Regions from separate parts of the Mus musculus genome. Here region 1 is linked to region 2. A link is a contact called in public promoter capture Hi-C data. All regions are on one chromosome and are shown on one strand. The core of a region is the stretch at or near the end of the contact, and the rest is flanking DNA. Distances in the headings are between cores, read along the strand shown. Region 1 has its middle 90 kb from the start of Gm42298. Region 2 holds the start of Megf9 (multiple EGF-like-domains 9).

Region 1 (3,281 bases), core at 663-3,162, 760 kb before region 2:
AATGTCCACTCCCCTCCCCTTTCCTAGGTAGTGCTTTCTATGCCTTAACAGCGGCAGCTGAGATCTGAGCATATGCTCCCCAATGATAATTTGTTTGGTTAGCAGCGTGTTGTCCCTGACCTGTGAGTAATTCAAAAGTCCATGTTATTTGGTTCCCTTCCATGGTAGCATTCGCCCTTGCTTGCGTCTGGCAGAAATCTTGCCACAATGCTTTCCATTCAAGATACATTCCCATATTTGGAGCATTAGCTTTTATCACCGTTGTCCAGTGTCCGGGAGTCATTGCCAAGGCCGCAAGCCTTTCGACCTGTGCCACAGTGAAATTAGCACGGACTCCATAGTTATGGACCGACTCGGCAAGCTCTTTAATCTGTTGATATTCTGCAGGAGCATGTATGCGTCTTGCACCATCTCCAGCATTGAAAACTGGAAAAGCCATCTGAATCTTTTTTAATTCCTCCTGAGGCAGAAAGGAACTAGCACCATATCTTGATTCATATGGTGGAGGCGCTGAGGGCTTGGGTGTCGGCTGTATGCCCCCCCTTTTATTAACTCTTTGTTGTACTCTTTGATCAGGGCCATACCTTTCCTCTTCATATCTTGCTTCTTCCTCTTCTAATTCTGCCTCTTCACTAGGGTCTAAATCATCAGAATCTGAGCTATCAAGTTCTAGGGCTTCTAGCTCTCGGGTAAGATAAATATTACTAAGTTTACCTGTAGGGGGCGCGTTTTCACCTTCCCCTTTTTTCACTCCCCCCTTTTCTAACTTCCAGGGAGGTCCTTTTTCCTTAGACATGTCTTTTTTCTTTTTATGAGCTCCTAATCTCTCGCTCTGTTCGGTTTCTGACATGCTGTCCTGAACCACCTCTAACGTTTCTTGTCCCTCAACCACTGCAGGTTGGCAGGTCTCATCTTCTAAGCAGTTCTTTATTAATTTCCAAATTGCCTTAGTGCCTAGGTGTAAGTCTCCTTCCTAAAAGTTTTCTATCTAGGTCTCTTCCTAGTTTATTCCACGAGGCTGTGATCAGCGAACCTGAACAAGCATACCGTGGGGCAACACGGTCAATCTCTTTGACAAAATTTTGTAGAGTGCATGTGGCAATCTTGAGGTCTTTCTGCTTAAGGACAATTTGCAATGCGTCCACAATTGACTGTGATGACCCCATTGTGCCTGCGGTTTATCTACATCCGACTTAAGGCACACTGAAGCAGAAAGTGAAAGTAAAATGCCATGCTCCGCTTCAAAAGCAGAAGTTCGTCCCTGAAGCAGAAGTCTGCTCTCAAAGCAGAAGTTTGCTCCCCGAGCAGAAGTGAAAGTAAAGTGTCACGCTCTGCTCTCTTATCTATGAGAGACTGACTGAGCTTGACAGTGCTGCTGCTTATTTATGTAGGACTGACCACACGTCAATAAACACAATAAGACATCGGGAGAAAGAAAACAAACGCCAGGGTTACAAAAACCAAAGCTTCTACTGACCCGTCCCACGGTGATTCTAGATTGAGACCAAAGTCAAAGGGAACAACAGGCTCATGGTCAGACATGCCTCTCCGAACTTACCTTCCACTGCAGTTCTGGATCCGCCCCGTTTCCGGGGGGTGGGGGGGGAGTCTCCTCAGTGCCTGCGATGTTGTAGAATTCGCGGGATTTCAGCACCATATGTCCCCGTGTGATAAGGAGTCTCGCCAGCGAGGACACACACACAGGACACACTCGGATCCTTCTATAGCAAAGCTTTAATGCATCTCGAGAGAAAGATGATCAGCTTCTGGGGAGGAGACCCAGAACACAGGAAACTCGGTCCTTAAATAGACCACTAGAGCAGTTGGAGATGTTTTTCACCCTGACTGGTTGCTCACCATCAGCCCAGAAGACGCCACGGGACAAGCAGGGCACAAGGAATGGAAAAATACTCTAGCACATGCGCAGACTACTTGTTTACCAGTTAGAACACCGGGTGTCAGCGCCATCTTGTAATGGCGATTGCAAGGGCGTCTCCTCACAAGCACCTAAAGAAGTGTTCAACATACTTAGTCATCAGGGAAATTCAACATCCTTAGTTATCAGGGAAATGCAAATCAAAACAACTCTGAGATTCCACCTCACAACAGTCAGAATGGCTACACTCATTAATTAATTAATTTACTTTCCATGCAGATTGCATCTTCCCAGACATCTCTTCCCAGGATCCCCATCACAAATTACTTCCCCATTTTCCAGAGAAGGTGAAAACCACCCTAGGTACCACCCCACCCAGGGACATCAAGTAACAGCAGGACTAAGTGTATCCTTTCCCTCTGAGTTCCCACCAAGCAGTCCAGCTAGGGTAAGCATTATCCAGTGGCAAGTAACAGAGTCAGATACATCCCTTGCTCCAAATGTTATGGGACCCACATGAAAATCAAGCTAGCTATATTTGCTAGAAATATGTAGATGGAATATTCTAGCCCCTGCATACTGTTTGGTTGGTGGTTCAGTTTCTGTGAGTCCCCATGGGCCTAGGTTAGTTGATTCCATAAGTCTTCTTATGATATTCTTGATCTCTATGGCTCACACAATCCTATCTCCAACTTTTCCACAAGACTCCCCATCTGTTTCCATTGCTAGATGAAGCGTCTCATAAAACCACTATGCTAGGCTTCTGTCTGCAAGCCAAGCAAAGTATCATTAATAGTGTCAGAGGTTAAGGCATGTATCTCAATTTGAGTCAAGCATTGGTTACATAGTCCCTGAATCTCTGTACTCCATTTTTATACATACATATTTTCTAGGCAGGACAAATTTTAGGTCGAATGTTTTGTGGTTGGGTTGATGTCTTCCTCCCTCTACTGGCATACTACTTGGCTACAAAAGTTGGCCACTGCAGTCTTCATATCTCAGCTGCTAGGAGTCTCAGCTATGGCTGCCCCTGTAGGCTTTGGGAATTTCCCCATACCAGGTCTCCTTTTGGCCGCCATATACTAAAAGTAGAATGATACAGAGATGAGTGTGGTCCTTGAGCATGGACTACTTTCTTTAAGTGATAAAGAAACCAAATTGCAAAGAGTCTGACCATGCTGTTTGTCTGGTGAGTGATAAGCCCTAAACCATATATATTACTTATGTTGCTTTAATGGGCAGTTGTTATACCATTATTGCTTCAGAAGCCTCAGGAGGTAGACATCATTCTTTGTTTCATTAGATAAAACAAGTGTTTCAATTTTAGAAAGCTACTATTCTTAGAAGAGTTTAATTCTATTTAGTGTGTATGTGTGTGTGTGTATGTGTGTGTGTGTTATGTGTG
Region 2 (3,492 bases), core at 712-3,211:
TGGGTGGTTCATTTTATTTGTAGTACTTATGTCTAAAAGCCATCATTAATCCTTTTAGGAAGAGGCAGGGGTTGATAGATCAGGGTTATAAACAAAGGCCGGTAGGGAACTAGGGAGGGATTAACTCCCACTCAGAAATCCAAGTCCTAGAGGATGTGGCATTTTGGTTGGGGCTGAGGAACCAAAAGAATACAGGGGAGGGACACACCATGTCCACTCCCTTCCTAAAGGCAAGTAAAAATAGAACTATGGTCAATTCTTGCTAAATATTTGTCTTTAGAACAGTTACATGGCCCTCTCATTTAGTCCCTTATTTCTTACATAGGTAGGCCTCTAAAGACACACCCAGAAACAACCTCACATTGAAAAACAGAAAATTCACACAAAACACACACCAGTGTGCATGCATTAATATCTTAAACATATCACATGAAAATACAAGTTCTTATATTTGCAGACTCACACATACAATCTTCACAGAGAGACTTACAAATGTGTTTATGCTTTCATACACAAGCTCCAACATATCCTCTCCCCACCCACTACTCACTCAGGCAAATAAATGCATGCTTTTGTTAACACACAGGAGTTCACACACAAATCTCATCCTGCCTGTCTGGTTAGAGGAGAATGACTAATGGGAAATCATGCACAAAGGCAAGCATCCTAGGAGAGGCCACGACTGGGTTTACAGTGAGGCTGTTGGGATGGAATTAAGCCATCAGATGACAAACTTGTCCTGCCAGATTGCACCTAAAAGTTGCTCAGCTGAGGCTACCATGTCCCGCAGCGCTGGATCCTGGGTGATGGTGCAAGTTTGCCTGCCTGATTTCCAACTTCCTCCAGAGTTTAATGTCATCCAGGGTCAAGCTCTGTTATCAGCCCAACCCCAATGCAGGCAACAGGCAGGAATCTCTGGGGACTCAGAGGCAATGCGGGCTGCTTTCCAACCTTAGGCTTGTCCTGACATAGTGCAACCCCAAGTGGTTAGCATTAATGACGGTTTACAACCGTGGGCCAAGCATTGGGTTAAACCCTTCAAGTACATGATTTCATTTTCACAACTCTGTGAGGGGGATGGGGTGTGCCCTCTCATCTCACCATTTACGTGGTTAAGAAAACTGCTTGAGCCACAAAACCACTCAGCAAGAGAGACAAGGAGCTGAAATTCAACCTGGTCATATTCTATTCTTTCCGAGGTTCTGAGCATAAACTGTGCATGCCAGTTTGTCTCCTCCACACCCTCTTGTGCTCAGGATGGGGCTCCAGGCCGTCCCATCTGGCTTAGTGCAGGCCCATGCCATCAGCAGGTGCTTAGTGGGGGCACAGAAGTTGGCTTGCTGAAGCCATCAGCAAGAGCTTTAATTTCCCCATCTCTGAAATGGGGTTGACAGTGTTGATACCGCAGGGCCAAGGCCGGCTGTCTTGAGCAACAGAGTGAGAGCCGAGCTCCATCTAATATATTAGCTGCCACCACCCTCGCCCGTCGCGGGGATGTAACCCAGCCCCCGCCCGAGTCCGGGTGCGGTTCCGGCGCCCCCATTGTTCAGAAGGGTGGAGACGCTGTCCACAGGGGACTCCCCGCCCCGGGTCCAGCTCGCAGCCCAGTGGAACAGATGATTTGGCCTGGAATCTGCCGCGCGGGCCGCGTCCTTTGTCTGCTCGGCGGCGTTGGATGCCCAAGGCCCGCGCCCCGCTCTGTGGGTAGACAAAGCCGGAGCCGCAGCGAACCCAGCCGGCTCCAACACCTCTCGCGCCTCCCGACGTCCCGCCCTCTTCCCTTGGAGTCCTCTGATTGGTCTGCGCCGTTACAAAGAGGCCGGGGAGCGGGCGGATCACGTGGGCCAACGCGGCTTCCGATTGGCCAGGCTTCGCTGCCTATCGAGGAGGGCGGGCAGTGCGCGCTCCGCCCAGTCGCTCCCTCCGCGTTGAGGCCCGCCCGCGGGGCCGGCCGCCTGTCAGAGGGAGGTGGCGATGGTGCTCTTGGTGGCGGCAGCGGCGGCAACGCTTTCCTTGGTCGGACGGCAGGGAGGAGAAGATGACTGACCGATCGACTGGATGAATGAATGAATGGCGGAGCCGAGCGCGCCATGAGGAGCCTGCCGAGCCTGGGCGGCCTCGCCCTGTTGTGCTGCGCGGCCGCCGCAGCCGCTTCCACAGCCTCGGCAGGGAATGTCACCGGTGGCGGCGGGGCCGAGGGGCAGGTGGTCCCGTCGCCCAGCCCGGGGCTTCGGGACCAAGCCAGCAGCCCCTTCCCTAAGACCGCGGCTCCCACCGCGCAGGCCCCGCGGACCGGTCCCCCGCGCACCACAGTCCGCAAAACCGGGGCTACAACCCCGTCAGCCGGCTCCCCGGAGATCATTCCTCCTCTTCGCACCAGCGCACAACCCGCTGCCACCCCCTTCCCGGCTCTGGACCTCTCGCCCGCCACCCCTTCGGAGGACGGACACACTCCCACCACGGAATCACCACCCTCCAGACCCGCGCCCACCACCCTTGCGAGCACAGTTGGCCAGCCGCCGACCACCTCTGTAGTCACCACCGCTCAGGCTTCCAGCACTCCAGGGACCCCAACTGCCGAGTCCCCGGACAGAAGCAGCAACAGTAGCGGAGTCCCGCCCACCGCACCTGTCACCGAAGCCCCTACTTCTCCTCCCCCAGGTGAGTCCTCTGGACCTTCCCCCAGGCACTGCCTATTTACACACCGGCCTCGTCACCCTGGCCGCTTCTTGCCCAAGAGCTTCCCAAGGGAAGATCCGAGCTCCAGTTAAAGTAAACCCCCAATCCCTCCAAATCTAGAAAGTCTTTTGTCCCCCAACCTGGTGCCATGCTCCATCCAGAGGGAGCTGCTGCTATATGGAAGGCTTAGGGTCTCTTCCTAAAACAGGGTTTTCTGGCCTTTGTCAGAGTCCCAGAATGGACACAAACTTTTGTATTGGATCCGCCCAGAAGGCCACCCTACCTGGGATATTTGGGGGAAAGTTTGAAAGCTAGGATGGTGCTTTATCAATGCGCAGGTAAAAACCTTTACGGGATTCCCCCAGATGAACAATGTAGTTTGCTTACAAACAGAAACGGCATTGTAGTCCGTGTTTTCTCTGCAAATAAGTAGATTTTATAGGTCATTTGGGACAGGTGTGTATCTAGGTTGAGCAAGTTTATAAATTAGGTTAAATCCCTTCCTTGCACCACTTCATTCTGTCTCAGTTCCAAGGTCAGTAATTGAGCAAATGCCATTTGAGCAGGGATGCCCATCTTTGCCCCTTTTTAAAGTAGGATGTTCATTACTGCTGATGCTGACATGCCAATTTCTGTTTGAACTCACAATAGGAAATGCAGCTCTTCTGCTGGTGAAAGTGTTCAAGCAAAGTTAAGATACAACTGCTGTTCTTTCACCCTTTTGCATCTTAAATAGGCCAGGAACTCAACCAATAAGGCCTACGTCTTTAAGAAATTCAGCAAGTTTTCTGAGATCTTTTGCTTTGCATTGGG

Evidence for each region. Promoter capture Hi-C pulls out the DNA fragments that hold promoters and counts their contacts.
Region 1: a promoter capture Hi-C map of pre-B cells shows a contact between it and region 2, with 3 times the contacts expected there. The contact joins the enhancer-like site here to the promoter of Megf9 in region 2. A contact is called at or near these places in 2 of 39 promoter capture datasets (the C10 cell line and pre-B cells), 3 of 484 Hi-C or Micro-C datasets (CD8 T cells, pre-B cells and regulatory T cells) and 1 of 115 datasets of contacts at active chromatin or transcription factors (bone marrow-derived macrophages).

The regions. Positions count from the first base shown.
Region 1 is chr4:71,289,937-71,293,217 of GRCm38.p6, reverse strand. No RefSeq gene overlaps it. Among named protein-coding and RNA genes, the nearest start is that of Gm42298, 90 kb to the left of the region's middle. Within about 2 kb of position 1,912, at least 128 of the 459 cell types and tissues checked have an H3K27ac peak or open chromatin away from gene starts, as enhancers often do. A contact at or near this core is called in CD8 T cells, bone marrow-derived macrophages, pre-B cells and 1 more, where this site is marked.
Region 2 is chr4:70,533,397-70,536,888 of GRCm38.p6, reverse strand. Megf9 (multiple EGF-like-domains 9) reads left to right here and starts at 1,961. Exons shown (of 6, transcript NM_172694.2): 1 at 1,961-2,661. The coding sequence starts at 2,067.